2 separate regions of the Mus musculus genome follow, and region 2 is linked to region 1. Evidence: chromatin contacts called from public ChIA-PET data. All regions are on one chromosome and are shown on one strand. The core of a region is the stretch at or near the end of the contact, and the rest is flanking DNA. Distances in the headings are between cores, read along the strand shown.

The links. ChIA-PET counts read pairs in DNA pulled down with a chosen protein or histone mark.
Region 2: an RNA polymerase II ChIA-PET map of effector CD8 T cells shows a contact between it and region 1, with 82 read pairs. The contact joins the enhancer-like site here to the promoter of Rpl21 in region 1. A contact is called at or near these places in 5 of 39 promoter capture datasets (3T3-L1-derived adipocytes, embryonic stem cells, macrophages and 2 more), 3 of 484 Hi-C or Micro-C datasets (the 3T3-L1 cell line, the N1E-115 cell line and cerebral cortex), 8 of 115 datasets of contacts at active chromatin or transcription factors (the SCID.adh cell line, astrocytes, effector CD8 T cells and 2 more) and 2 of 9 other capture datasets (adipose tissue and pancreatic islet).

What each region holds. Positions count from the first base shown.
Region 1 is chr5:146,830,336-146,836,474 of GRCm38.p6, forward strand. Rpl21 (ribosomal protein L21) reads left to right here and starts at 2,555. Exons shown (of 6, transcript NM_019647.6): 1 at 2,555-2,836; 2 at 3,849-3,927; 3 at 4,113-4,174; 4 at 4,657-4,769; 5 at 5,229-5,379; 6 at 5,529-6,139. The coding sequence starts at 3,861. The coding sequence ends at 5,618. It overlaps LOC115490268 (a small nucleolar RNA gene), which reads left to right and starts at 4,499; the gene lies at 4,499-4,569. It overlaps LOC115490276 (a small nucleolar RNA gene), which reads left to right and starts at 4,809; the gene lies at 4,809-4,937.
Region 2 is chr5:146,865,515-146,871,653 of GRCm38.p6, forward strand. The region is part of intron 2 of Gm38748 (a long non-coding RNA gene); the gene reads left to right. Among named protein-coding and RNA genes, the nearest start is that of Gm38748, 11 kb to the left of the region's middle. Within about 2 kb of position 2,402, at least 168 of the 459 cell types and tissues checked have an H3K27ac peak or open chromatin away from gene starts, as enhancers often do. A contact at or near this core is called in the N1E-115 cell line, the SCID.adh cell line, adipose tissue and 5 more, where this site is marked.

The DNA of each region.
Region 1 (6,139 bases), core at 1,305-3,804:
GCAAGGGAGACTGAGGTAGAAGGATCACTTCAGCCCAAGAGTTCAAAGTAGTCTGAGAGATTTAGTGAGACCCCGTCGTCGTAATAAAGTGCACTGATGATTCCTCCTTCAGAGGAGAATGCTAAGCAAGCAAAACTGTTCCCTTTGGGAGCTACTTGGAATGCTTTAAAATGAAGTGATGTGCAGACCTAACGTACAACCAGAAATGTCCTTGCTACCTACCTGTCATCCCGACTGAAGAACAAGTTCACGAAAACTTGCATGGCTTTATCAAGAGAGAGAACAAATATTTAATCTTTATCAAGAGAAAAGTAAATTGTCCTGTATCCCACCTGATATTAGTTAAAAGAGCATGAAGTCACATTTCAGCATATCCACATAGTGCAATACTAGTTAGCATTAAATGCTAGTTAGCAATACTAGTTAGCATTAAGTAGTATTGAACTACTGACATGTGCAACATGACTGAATCTCAAAAACACTATGCAGGATAAAAGAGACAGAGAGAGAGAGAGAGGGAGAGAGAGAGAGAGAGAGAGAGAAAAGAACATATAAATTGTATGGTGCTGCTTACCTGCAATTAAACAACAATATTTTTATAGAAATCGGGATACTGGGCGGGGGTGTAGCTTAGCCTTGGAGCGCTTGTCTGGTATACATTGTGTCTTCGATTCAATTCCCTAGCCCCTTTGTTTGTTTAATGAAAGAAAGAGACAAGAGGAATAATAGAGAAAAGAAATCAGAAATGAGAATATTTCATGATTCTGATGGGACAGTTGATTGACTAGGAAGAAGTTCCAGGAGTCTTGGAGGAGGTAACATTCTGAATATTGACTGCAGGTATAGGTTATGAAGCTTAAAAATGTTAGTACAAAAAAATCCAATTGTACAGTTAGGGTCTGCACGTTTAGTGTAAGTGTTTTAACTCTCAACTTATATACCTGAATATGTATGTGCATATACACCGAGGCACGAAACACACACACACACACACACACACATCACAGGCAATAGGTAAAGATTGGTAAAGTCTAAAACAATGGCCCAGAGCAAGAACATGTTTAATCCTGGCGTTAATTTTTGTATAGTACCTTTATGTTCTCAACTCTTAGGCAAGCACTAGTATCATTTTGATTACACTCAACCCAAATCAACTAAAGTAAGTAATATGCTAAAGAACAGAAAAATCAGGCCAGATATGATGGTGTCCACCTTTAATCGCAGCACCCAGAATGCAGAGGCAGGCAGATCTCAAAAAGCAGAGGGAGACAGATTCCTCTGAGTTCCAAATAAGTCATAGCCACACAATGAGACTCTATCTCAAAATCAAACAAAAATTGCCTTGGGGATAAAATTTTGTTATGACCAAGATAAAAATTAATTATAAGTAACCGTACATAATTTGGTCATAGATATTAAAGTTTGCTCAATAATTGAAGCCTCGGATTAAACTCCTGGTTAATTAAATCAGTTATGTTTTTCACACACTGAGATAGGGCTTCAGTCTTTTTTTTTCTTTTTTTTTTTTTTTTTGGTTTTTCAAGAGAGTTTCTCTGTATAGCCCTGGCTGTCCTGGAACTCACTCTGTAGACCAGCCTTGGCCTCGAACTCAGAAATCCGCCTGCCTCTGCCCTCCCAAGTGCTGGGATTAAAGGCCTGCGCCACCACGCCCGGCTAGGGCTTCAGTCTTATTACAGAACCTTCCAATTAAATGGTCATCATGTAGGGATTTCAAACAGCAGAACCTAACCCTGGCTGGATATGTCACTCGCTGGATTTTAGCGAATTTATTATTGGGGTTTATTAGCCGGATACAGTGGTTTTCAGAGTTCATAAATATTCAAGGATGAAGCTTGGAAGCAGGCAGAAGACTCCGGTCAGCAGGCTGTCCGTGAGCATGGCTTGGCAGAGATCTCAGCTTAAGACGTGCACTCACTCCAGCCTCCTGGCTGAACCAGCACGCTAGTTTCTTGTTTTGCTGAAGGTGGGAATTACCTTCCCAAGAACGCATACTAAGGACAGAAATTAATGTCTCCAATTTTAAGTGGGGCACTACTGCATATGTGGAATGACGATCCGAATAGCTATTATAAAAATAACAATGTTCATCTCTCAAAGTCCTCATCTATTATTCGAGCGCTCGTAATATCCAATTCGGTTATCCCCATAGATTATTAGGAATACTGCTTCCAGTATGACTGACTAAACACCCTTATCTACAGCCAGGGAGACAGGAAGGGAAGGAAAAGGCTAATGGGGTGCCTATGATGAGAGTACTTTACACACACGCCTGTCTTAAGATGTCAAAATGAAACCTATTATTTTGTACAATTAATAGACAAGATAGGCTAGTCTCTAGATAGGCTCGAGCTACAGGTATGAGAGGAAAGAAAACCAAAGTGAGGCGTTTTGTTTTGTTTGAGACAGGGTCTCGCCTATGTGGCTCAGGATGGCCTGGAAACTCAGGAGACACTAACACTAACAAGTACCACACCGCAAAACGCTGGGCAACCCAGAGAGGCGGTGCCTCCTACGTCACACGACGCAAGGTAACGTCAGCACGCTACGGAAGTCGCGTCCGGCTCCACGCCCGCGAGGGCCCCATTCCGGGATGTCTAGCAGGATGCCTGAGTGAGTTTCTGTTGGCCTGCTGCCTTTAATCTGCGCCGGGGAGCGTGTCCTCACGGCGTCTCCAGGTTATCGGGACGATGAGGTTCTCTCGACCAGCCTCGCGGGCCCGGCGTTTCTCTTCAGGCAGCTTCGCGGGCAGCCCTCGGGCCTTGTAAGAGCGCGCAGCCCCGCCCTCCTCCTTTCGGCCGCCGCAGCCATCTTCCAGGTTGGTACGCGCGTGGCTCTCTCGTCTTGTTCTCCACACACGCTGCGTGTGGCGCCCACGCCGCAGAGACTGCGTGTTAGGGGCGTGGGGAGACCGTCTGGAGGTCACTGCCCTGGGCGGTGTATGCTAGGGAGCTTCTATCCGGGGGAGCCGGGCCTGGCGCAGTCTTGGTTGCCGGGCGTCCGCCCAACCCCAGACTTGAGCATGTGCTGTCGGGCTGGGACTTAGGATTCTGCTTGGGTCTTAACGATGCCGGGGTGCCGAAGCCTGGAATTGGCTCGGGCGAGGAGGGTGCCCGCCGGGTCAGCCTGGTAATGATGTAATGGGGACCCTTCCTCTGGATACATGAAACACTTAGGAATTTTGGCCCTAGAAGACGAGCGTGGGGAAGGAAGGTAACATTAAGGCTGCTTAAGACTACAAGGGCAAGGGGTTATGTCTAGTACACCATGCTTTGGAGCTTCCCTTGTGGTTAGGAATGGCGGGTATTTCTGCCCTGGATGACTGGAGTAATCCAAACCTTGTTGGTTTGTGGGAATACACGATCTGGTTCTAAATATGTGTAGTAGGTAAGTTCGTAGATGGTGTTAAATTAGCATTTAAATTTAGTTGGAATGTGGTTTTCTATGCATGCTTCCTAATAGCATTCGAAAGTGCAGGTGTGCGATTAAGAGATTGTTGATAGAAAGCTACTGTAGTAAAATGGAATTAAACAGCATCAAAGAGGCTGAGTTTGGTGGTCTTCAAGTTACCCTGGAGTTGCAGGTTGCAATGTATTGGCTTAAGTTCTAGCATCCAGTCTGATGGTGCTAATGATAGAATTTGGCCTCTTTTGCTAAGAGGAATTGTGGGCACCCATTTTCAATTCCTGTGATTTGGAAGGTTGACGGAGGTGCTGAGGTTGAGAGGGCCTGCCCTGTGCGACAAGATGACTTTTGGGGGTGTGGTTATTGGGACAGTTAATAACATAAACTGTGAATTGTTATTTGACTGATAACTTTTCTGGTTTCAGTAACTCGCCAAAATGACGAACACAAAGGGAAAGAGGAGAGGCACCCGGTACATGTTCTCTAGGCCTTTTAGGAAACATGGTAAGTTTGTTATGTCTGTGCCTGAGGAGAAGTGGCATGTCTTAGTCTGGCTTTGCTTGTCAGAGACATTGTCCTTTACAGTGTATGTAACTGCCGAATGTGGACTTGGGTTGGAAACTGGTATACTCATGAAAGTGTACCTGTGGTTCTAGAAGTCTTGATTTTTTTTTTTTTTCCTTTTGCAGGCGTTGTTCCTTTGGCCACATACATGCGAATCTACAAGAAGGGTGATATTGTAGACATCAAGGTAAGTTGATGGAGTGGAGGGAAGGGCACACGTGTTAGGAATTGTGATTTAATTACTTGAAGTTAATAGCCCAGGATGGGGGAAAAGTAAAAGATACAGTTAAAAATAACCTTATTAGGAATTGAGAGCGCTGCCTCATGCCTTTGAGCCTAGCTAGCACTCAGTGCAAAGGCAAGCAGATTTCTCTAGTTCAAGGCCAGATGAGGCTGTACAGTTAGACCCCCATATGAAGATAATATTTGTTATTAAAGATGGCAGTGTTACGGAACCCCCCGTGAAGGCCGTGTCCTTTGATGGGTCGTTGAACAGATTCTGTCGCTCTGGAACTTAATGATGATTGTCTGTTTGATTGCTTGATGCAATGTGAAAACCACATTTCACCGGCTCTGAGAGTTCTTGAGCTGACCTTGAAAGGGAGCCTTGGTTAGTTACAAGGATTTGAAAAGAGGAATTTCTGGAATAATACTTTTTCTGTTGACTAGGGAATGGGCACTGTTCAAAAAGGAATGCCCCATAAGTGCTACCACGGCAAAACCGGAAGAGTCTACAATGTCACCCAGCATGCCGTGGGCATCATTGTCAACAAGCAGGTTAAGTGAGTAGAGCGCCTTTCTTTGACTAAGTAGCTGGCCTCACCCCCCCTTTCACTTTGCCAATTGGACTTAATGTCTTCATTGGCCATTCAAGTGGGGCAAAGGAAATAACCTTTTAAAACTCAGGCAAACTTAAGTGTTTGTCTTGTAACCTGTCAGGGGAAACATTAACGTTGGGGAGGCCGGATTCTGTGAGTAGTCGGTGCTGGCTTTTATAGCATTAAAACTTCGTTACAGGCTTCCTTTGCCTGGTTTGGCTAAGTTACTGTGGTTTGGGGTCTGTTTTTATCAGAAAAAGGAGCTTTAAAGTGCTCTCGAGGCCTCTTCCTTTGGGTGAGAATGATTGACATGTCACCATGTTGATCTTGGGGGAGTGTTAGTTAACAGCTGTCAGAACAGCGTACATTGTACTGTGTTTCTGAGTGAAGCATTTAGAACTTACCGGTCTTTGCTCATTCCAGGGGCAAAATTCTGGCCAAGAGGATCAATGTGCGGATTGAGCACATCAAGCACTCAAAGAGCAGAGACAGCTTCCTGAAGCGGGTGAAGGAGAATGACCAGAAGAAAAAGGAAGCCAAAGAGAAGGGCACCTGGGTGCAGCTGAAGCGCCAGGTGAGAGCTGCCTTGGCGGTGTTCACTCACTGTTAATCTTGAGGAACCCTTAGAACTTGGCTCACTTTGTTAATAAGCTTAAGAAGTGTGTATTCATTATTTCCAAAAACCACTAAACTTCACTATAATTTCATTTTTTTTCTTACCAGCCTGCGCCACCCAGAGAAGCACACTTTGTGAGGACTAATGGAAAAGAGCCTGAGCTGTTGGAGCCCATTCCATACGAATTCATGGCCTAATGTACACAAAGAAATAAAATACCAGCACCAGGACTGTGAAGTGTTTTCCTTAGACTGTAGTGTGGGGTTTGCTCATTGGCTTTCTTGTTCAGATTTTACTAATTGTTCTAAATGATACAGCTTAGTGTGCAGAAAATATCCTCTTGATTGGAAAATAGCCAAATATTTACAAAACAGGTATACTAGTTTGAAGAGGCTCTATATGGGGGGAGGGGGTGCTGGAAAACATTAGTGGGTGACCAGTAATGGTGGTACAGCTCTAACTCCTAGCACCAGGAGTCCGAGGCAGGGGGATCTTCAGGCTGCATGATGTGCATAGTAGCATGCTGGTATTAGGGAGTGGGTATCTGTGGTTCCCACTTTGAAAATAACCAAAATTCTCCAAAGTGGGCAGACCTAAGCCAGGAGAGGGCTGGCCACAGACATTTGGTACTGCTTGCTGAGAAAGCACTGATTGTTTTCCTAACCTAAAGATTATATATGGCCCACCATACCATCTTTGAAACAATGTGTACTGGCCT
Region 2 (6,139 bases), core at 1,152-3,651, 35 kb after region 1:
GTTTGTGTCAGGCACTGTCCTAGGCACCACGGTTAGCATCACACATGTTCGTGAGGCAAATGGTGATTTCCACTCCCGTTTTACAGAGAAGATGAAAACACAGGAAGTTAAACTCTTCTGAGGTCATACAGAGGTCATTCAGCCATCAGAATACAAACTTCATAGGGTCCTGCTCCAGGCCTGGCCCTCTCTACTCTGCAGTAACTGGCGCTCACCAGGAAGCCTTTGTGGTCAAAAACATGCATTTAGGTCAGGAAGGCTGCTTCCTGCCATGTGGAATAAATGCTTGTAAATGCCTTGCCTATGATCCCATGTTAGAATCTTCTGAAGGCACAGACCTGGTAGAACACACACACCACACACACACATACACACTGTACACACACTACATACACACATCACACCATACATACACCACATACACATGCACTACCTGCCACACCACATATCACACACCACATTACTCCACACCACACACACACACACACACACACACAGTACACACCACACATCACACACCACAAACATACACACACCATACCACACCTACCAACCACACATACACATACACACCATACCACATACACATACATACACTACACATCACATCACACACCACACATACACTAAGGTGGGACTCATTAGCTTAGTTTACAGGATGCAGTTTGATGGCCCAACAATGTCTCTATCACAGTGAAGAGGCTGAGAATGCAGGGGTCAGTTGGTCCAGGAGGCTGAAGGTCTCAACAGTCCCAGTCTGACCCTGGGGGGGCTCCTGGAGAGGCTGCCGGTCCTCAGTCTATTCTGGAAGATTGGAGAAGTTGGTTCTAAAACTGCCAAAGGAAAGCTGTAGCAAAGAGATACATGAACTTGCCAGCAAGACAAAAAACAAACAAAAAAAGCAGGCAAAAAGCAAAATTTCTTCTTTCCATCCATATCTTTTTATCTGGGCTGCACACATTCAGGGCGTGGCTTTATGTTTTTAATAATCTGATTAAGAAAGGCCCCTGTAGAAGTGCCCAGCAGTTTGCAGTAAAGTTGACAACCAAGATATGACATCATATCTTCCATAGCCTAAATTCATGTATCAAACCCTTCTTCCATGGTGGGGTGCTATTAGGACAGGGGGCTTTAGGACTGGGCTAAGACTGGATGAACCATAGTGTGTGCCTTCACAAAGGGATTTTTGAGCTTATAACAGAACATCAGAGAGCAATCTCCCTCCCTCTCGCGTTCCCTCTCCTTCCCTCCCTCCCCCTCTTTCTCCACCCCGCTAATAGCAGTTACTTTTTAATCACAGTGGCCTAAAAAAAAAAAAAAAAAAAAAACGAGATATAATTTTGGCTCACAGGCTCACAGGTTTCAGGGTCACTGCCCATCCTGGTGGGCAAGATAGGGCAAAGAACTTGGCTCATGTCATGGTGGGCCAGAAGACAGGGAGACAGGAAGTGACCAGAGGTAATATACACATACCTGGAGCCTGCCTCAAGGAACCTTCTTATTCCATCTAGGTCTCCCTTCCCCCTATAGGAGCAAGCATTCAAGTCATAAGCCTGTGTGGGGCGTTATAGATTCAAATTTAAAAAAAAAAGATTTATCTATTTATTATATGTAAGTACACTGTAGCTGTCTTCGGACACACCAGTAGAGGGCGTCAGATCTCATTACGGATGGTTGTGAGCCACCATGTGGTTGCTGGGATTTGAACTCAGGACCTTCGGAAGAGCAGTCAGTGCTCTTACCCATTGAGCCATCTCGTCAGCCCTAGATTCAAATTTTAACCCAGGGTTTTGTTTATGTGGCCCAAACTAGCCTCAGCATTACCATCCCCCTGCTTCAGCTTCCAAGCCCTGAGAGTATAGGCACGCATCACCATATTCCTCCCCACCCCCACCCCTGAGCACTCTTTCAGTCCTGTGAGAACCCAGATAACAGGCGCCATCCATGAGCCAGGAAGCAGGCCCTCCCCAGATTCTAAATTTGCTTTATGATCTGATCAGTGGCATCTCAGCCTCCAGAAACAGGAGGGGGAAATTCTATCATGTGAGCTGTTTCTTCTACGACGCTTGATGCTTTCTTACCGCCGCCTAGCCAAGACACCTGCCACGCCCCTCCACCCACTCAGTGCTCCGGTGCCTAGAGCTAGTTCTAAAGCTAAAATGCTTAGTCTCCTCCTAAAGGCTGAGCTCCGGTCCCACGCGCTACCATCAGCTGTCCTTGCTGTCCCTCCATCTGTGTAACTGAATGTTCTTAGCACAGTGGGCACTCGGTCAGCAGTGAGGCTCCTTCCTGCTTCCTGCCGCCCCCCTCCCCCCCTCCCAGTTAAGAAACCCGGTCCGAAGCTGAGGACAGAATCTTCAGACACTGCCAAGAGGCACTGTTGACAAGGGTAGTGATTCAGGCCGAGTTCCTGGCGGTTCAGAACGCACTGAGTGTGTTAATGGGTCTGCTGGCTCCTTCTTTGTGTATGTCAGAAACTGCTGATCTGATGAAGAGGTTTTCAGCCATCTCCCAGCAACTGGGTGGTAGCCCTAACGGGGAGAGTCACAGCCTTTCTTGGGAGCCCCCAGGGTGCCAGGGCTTCTGGGAGGCGGGGAGGATACAGGTCTACCCGTGGAAAGTGAATGACCTCAGCTGCTCTGTCCCTTACTCCTCAAGGGCCCCATGGTCCCTGTCAGTGATAATGACAGCGGCATGGGGACCATAGTTTCTGGCCAGACCTTGAGGTAACCTTTTCTCTATCATCTGGCTCAGACTTCAGAACCCCCAGAAAGCCTAGATCTGTAAATGGGAACTCTGAGGCTATTGGGGTCTGGAAGGCTGAGTTGTTTGCCCAAAGACAAGGGTTTGGTAAACAGCAGAGGCTTAAGTCAGCTTCTGTCCCCATCCCCCACCCCAATCCCTCTTTTCCTCTTCCCCTTCTTTCCTTTTCTCTCTCTTCCTTGGAGGGAATTGTTTCAGCATCTGGCTTGTGTTAAGCACTATCAGAGACATAGTGGAGAACAGGACAGGTAGGTTTCCCCTTGAGCGCTTGGCAGACGCCACAGGGAGAGTGTCCCTTCCTGGAGGCCCCAGCTCTTCTTCAAGCTGAATTCTGAAGTGAGCCTGGCCAAGGCTGAGCTGTGGGACCCTGAGGCACATGCACCAGAAGCCAGACTTTGGGGTGAATGAATTTGTCCAAGATGAGGGTATTGTGGGAGGATAAGAGGGAAGGTAGACTGGGATGGAATCAAGGAGGGTAACTTCGAGGATTATAAGTGGATGAAGAAGCCTGTGACAGGATCAGAGAGGGACATCACCAGATGGGAGGAGGACCAGAAGAGGGAGTGTCTGAAGAGTTAGGGAGGGCAGGAGTGCCCATCTCAGAGCATGGGACAGTCCATCAAACACACGCCGGCTGAAATTTGCTAACGTTTGCTAATGCAGCTACTTCCTCTTCCATTTGGTTTTCCAAGACAGGATTTCTCTGTGTAACTCTGGCTGCCCTGGAACTTGCTCTGTATATCTGGCTGAACTCAGAGATTCTCCTGCCTCGGCCTTCCGAGTGCTGGTAGTAAAGGTGAGCCCCACCCTCACCCACAGTTTCTTTCTTTCTTTTTTAGAATATTTTTATTCGTTCTTTGACAATTCTACAATGTATACAATGTATCCTGCTCATATCCACCCTTCTACTCTCTCCAGATGCCCAGCATGTATTCCCCACACCCCCACACCTCATGCCCTCTGATGTGTGTTTGTGTGTGTGTGTGTGTGTGTGCCCACTGAGTTCATTTAGTATTGTCTGAATGCACATGGGCCCATCCCCCACCAGAGCGTGGACAACCTACCAGTGATCACACATCCCTAAAGAAAAATGACTGCCCCTGTTCAGCAGCCACCAACTGCTAATAGCTTCTCAGTTTGGGTGGGGGGAACCTCATGGACCCTCTCCTGTTTGTTCTAGAAGACTAGCTCAATCACATGCAGACAACCATAGCTGAAGAAAGGAATGTCACAGTCATGTCACCTCCACTCCCAGAAGATGGCATTTCACACCATCCCTCTCTATCCTCTGTTTTTTAGTCTTCCTCCCCATCTCCCATGACAGTCCCTGGGTCAGTTCTTGGTGTGGAGGTGGGAGGTTAATGCAGACAGTCAGATGGACCAGTGCTTGGGCCAGCTGCAGGAGTCTCTGCACAGACTGCTACCCACTCCCGCTGCAGAAAAAGCCACTTAGATCACAGCTGAGAACAGCACTGATTTATGGATACAAACACAAATACTTAGGAAGCAGTTGGGCCACATTCCCACTTAGCAGTGTAACAACAGTAATATGGTCCCCTGGGACCTATGACCGGTCCATTCACACTCTAGGTTTACAGTAGCAGGTGGAGCTTCTCTCAGGCCACTATTGTGCCAGACAGGACTGACCGTCTGAAATTATAAACAAATCTCTAATCAAATGTTTTCTTTTATAAGAGTTACCTTGGCCATGGTGTCTCTTCACAGCAACAGAACAGAACCAAGAGGCAAAATTGAAAACATCATTTACATATTGATATAGCAACCAAGAATAATTTCCACTTATCTTTTAAAATTCCAAATATGCCCAGCAGTGGTGGTGCATGCCTTTAGTCCCAGCACTTGGAAGGCACAGGCAAGCGTATTTATGATTTAGAGGCCAGCCTGGACTACAGAGTGAGTTCCAGGACAGCCAGGGCTACACAGAGAAACCCTGTCTTGAAAAAAACCAAAACCAAAACCAAACCAAACCAAATCCAATTATAAGAATAATTAGATATGGTCTTTAAGATTATGTTTTAAATATGTCTAGCTGTCTTGGGGCTATGATAGAATACTATGACTAAAAGCAACTTGGGGAGGAGAGAATTTATTTCAGCTCACGTGTCCCGAACATACTCCATTACTAAGAGGAGTAGAGGCAGGAACTCAAGTCAGGGACATAGATGCAGGAATGGAGCAGAAGCCATGGAGGAATGCTCTTTAACAGTGTGTTCCTCCCGTTCCTCATGGCTTGTTCAGTTTGCTTTTCAATACAATTCTGGCCTGCCTGCCCAGGGTGGCACCACCCACAGTAAGCTGGGCCTCCTTATGCTAACTGGTGATCAAGAAAATGTTCTTCAACCATTCTGATGGTGAAAGACCCACAAAGTGAGCACTCCCCCATGTTCTGACTCAGGAGAGGCGACATCCCAAATCACTCACAAGAAACGGCCTTGATGCAAACCGCCAAGAGGACTTTTTATTCCAGGTGTGCTCTGGGGCCCACAGTTGTACACCATGCAGGGGGAGAGGACCGTAGACCCCAAGTATCTGGGAAAGGGGGTATTTAAAGGAAAAACCATAACCCAAGGGGGTAGGGAGAGCGTTATTGGAGAATACTGAAAATACCGGTGAAAAATACAAGGTGGAACTAAAAGTCACAAGGGGAAATTCCCTGCTTCTCAAGATTTTAATCTAACTTTTGTGGTCAGCCAGGTCCTGGAATGAGGTCACTGAACCGGCTTGTATAATTACCTGTTCTATGGTCAGCCAGTTCTCAGAACAGGCTGCTTCAGGGACCAACTATTTTTCTTTCTTAGCTCCAACTTGGTCTAGGGGGTCAAACTTAAATTTTCTACCTTATAATGGAAACATGTTCTCAATTGATGTTCCTCTTTCTTCTCTCTCTCTCTCTCTCTCTCTCTCTCTCTCTCTCTCTCTCTCCCTCCCTCCCTCCCTTCCTTTCTTTCTTGTTTAGTTTAGTTTTTCGAGACAGAGTTTCTCACTTTGTAGACCAGGCTGGCCTCAAACTCAGAAATCCACCTGCCTCTGCCTTCCAAGTGCTGGGATTAAAGGTGTGGGCCACCACACCTGGCTGATGTTCCTCTTTTCATTTGACTCTAGCATGTGTCAAGTAAACAAGCCAACCAACCAACCAAAAACTAACCAAGACACCCTAAGACTCTGATGATGAAGACATTGTAACCGTTCTATGACATTTGTCTCTGTAGTCTGTTGTCCGACCAGAGGGCAAAGCAGAGTCCAGACAAATAGATTCCATGGGGACTCTGGAACTTCAGAATGCCTAGAGTGTTTACTGCTCTTAGAAGAGAAGCCAGGAGGTCTGGGCAGCCTGCACCGAAGAGGGGTGGGGTGG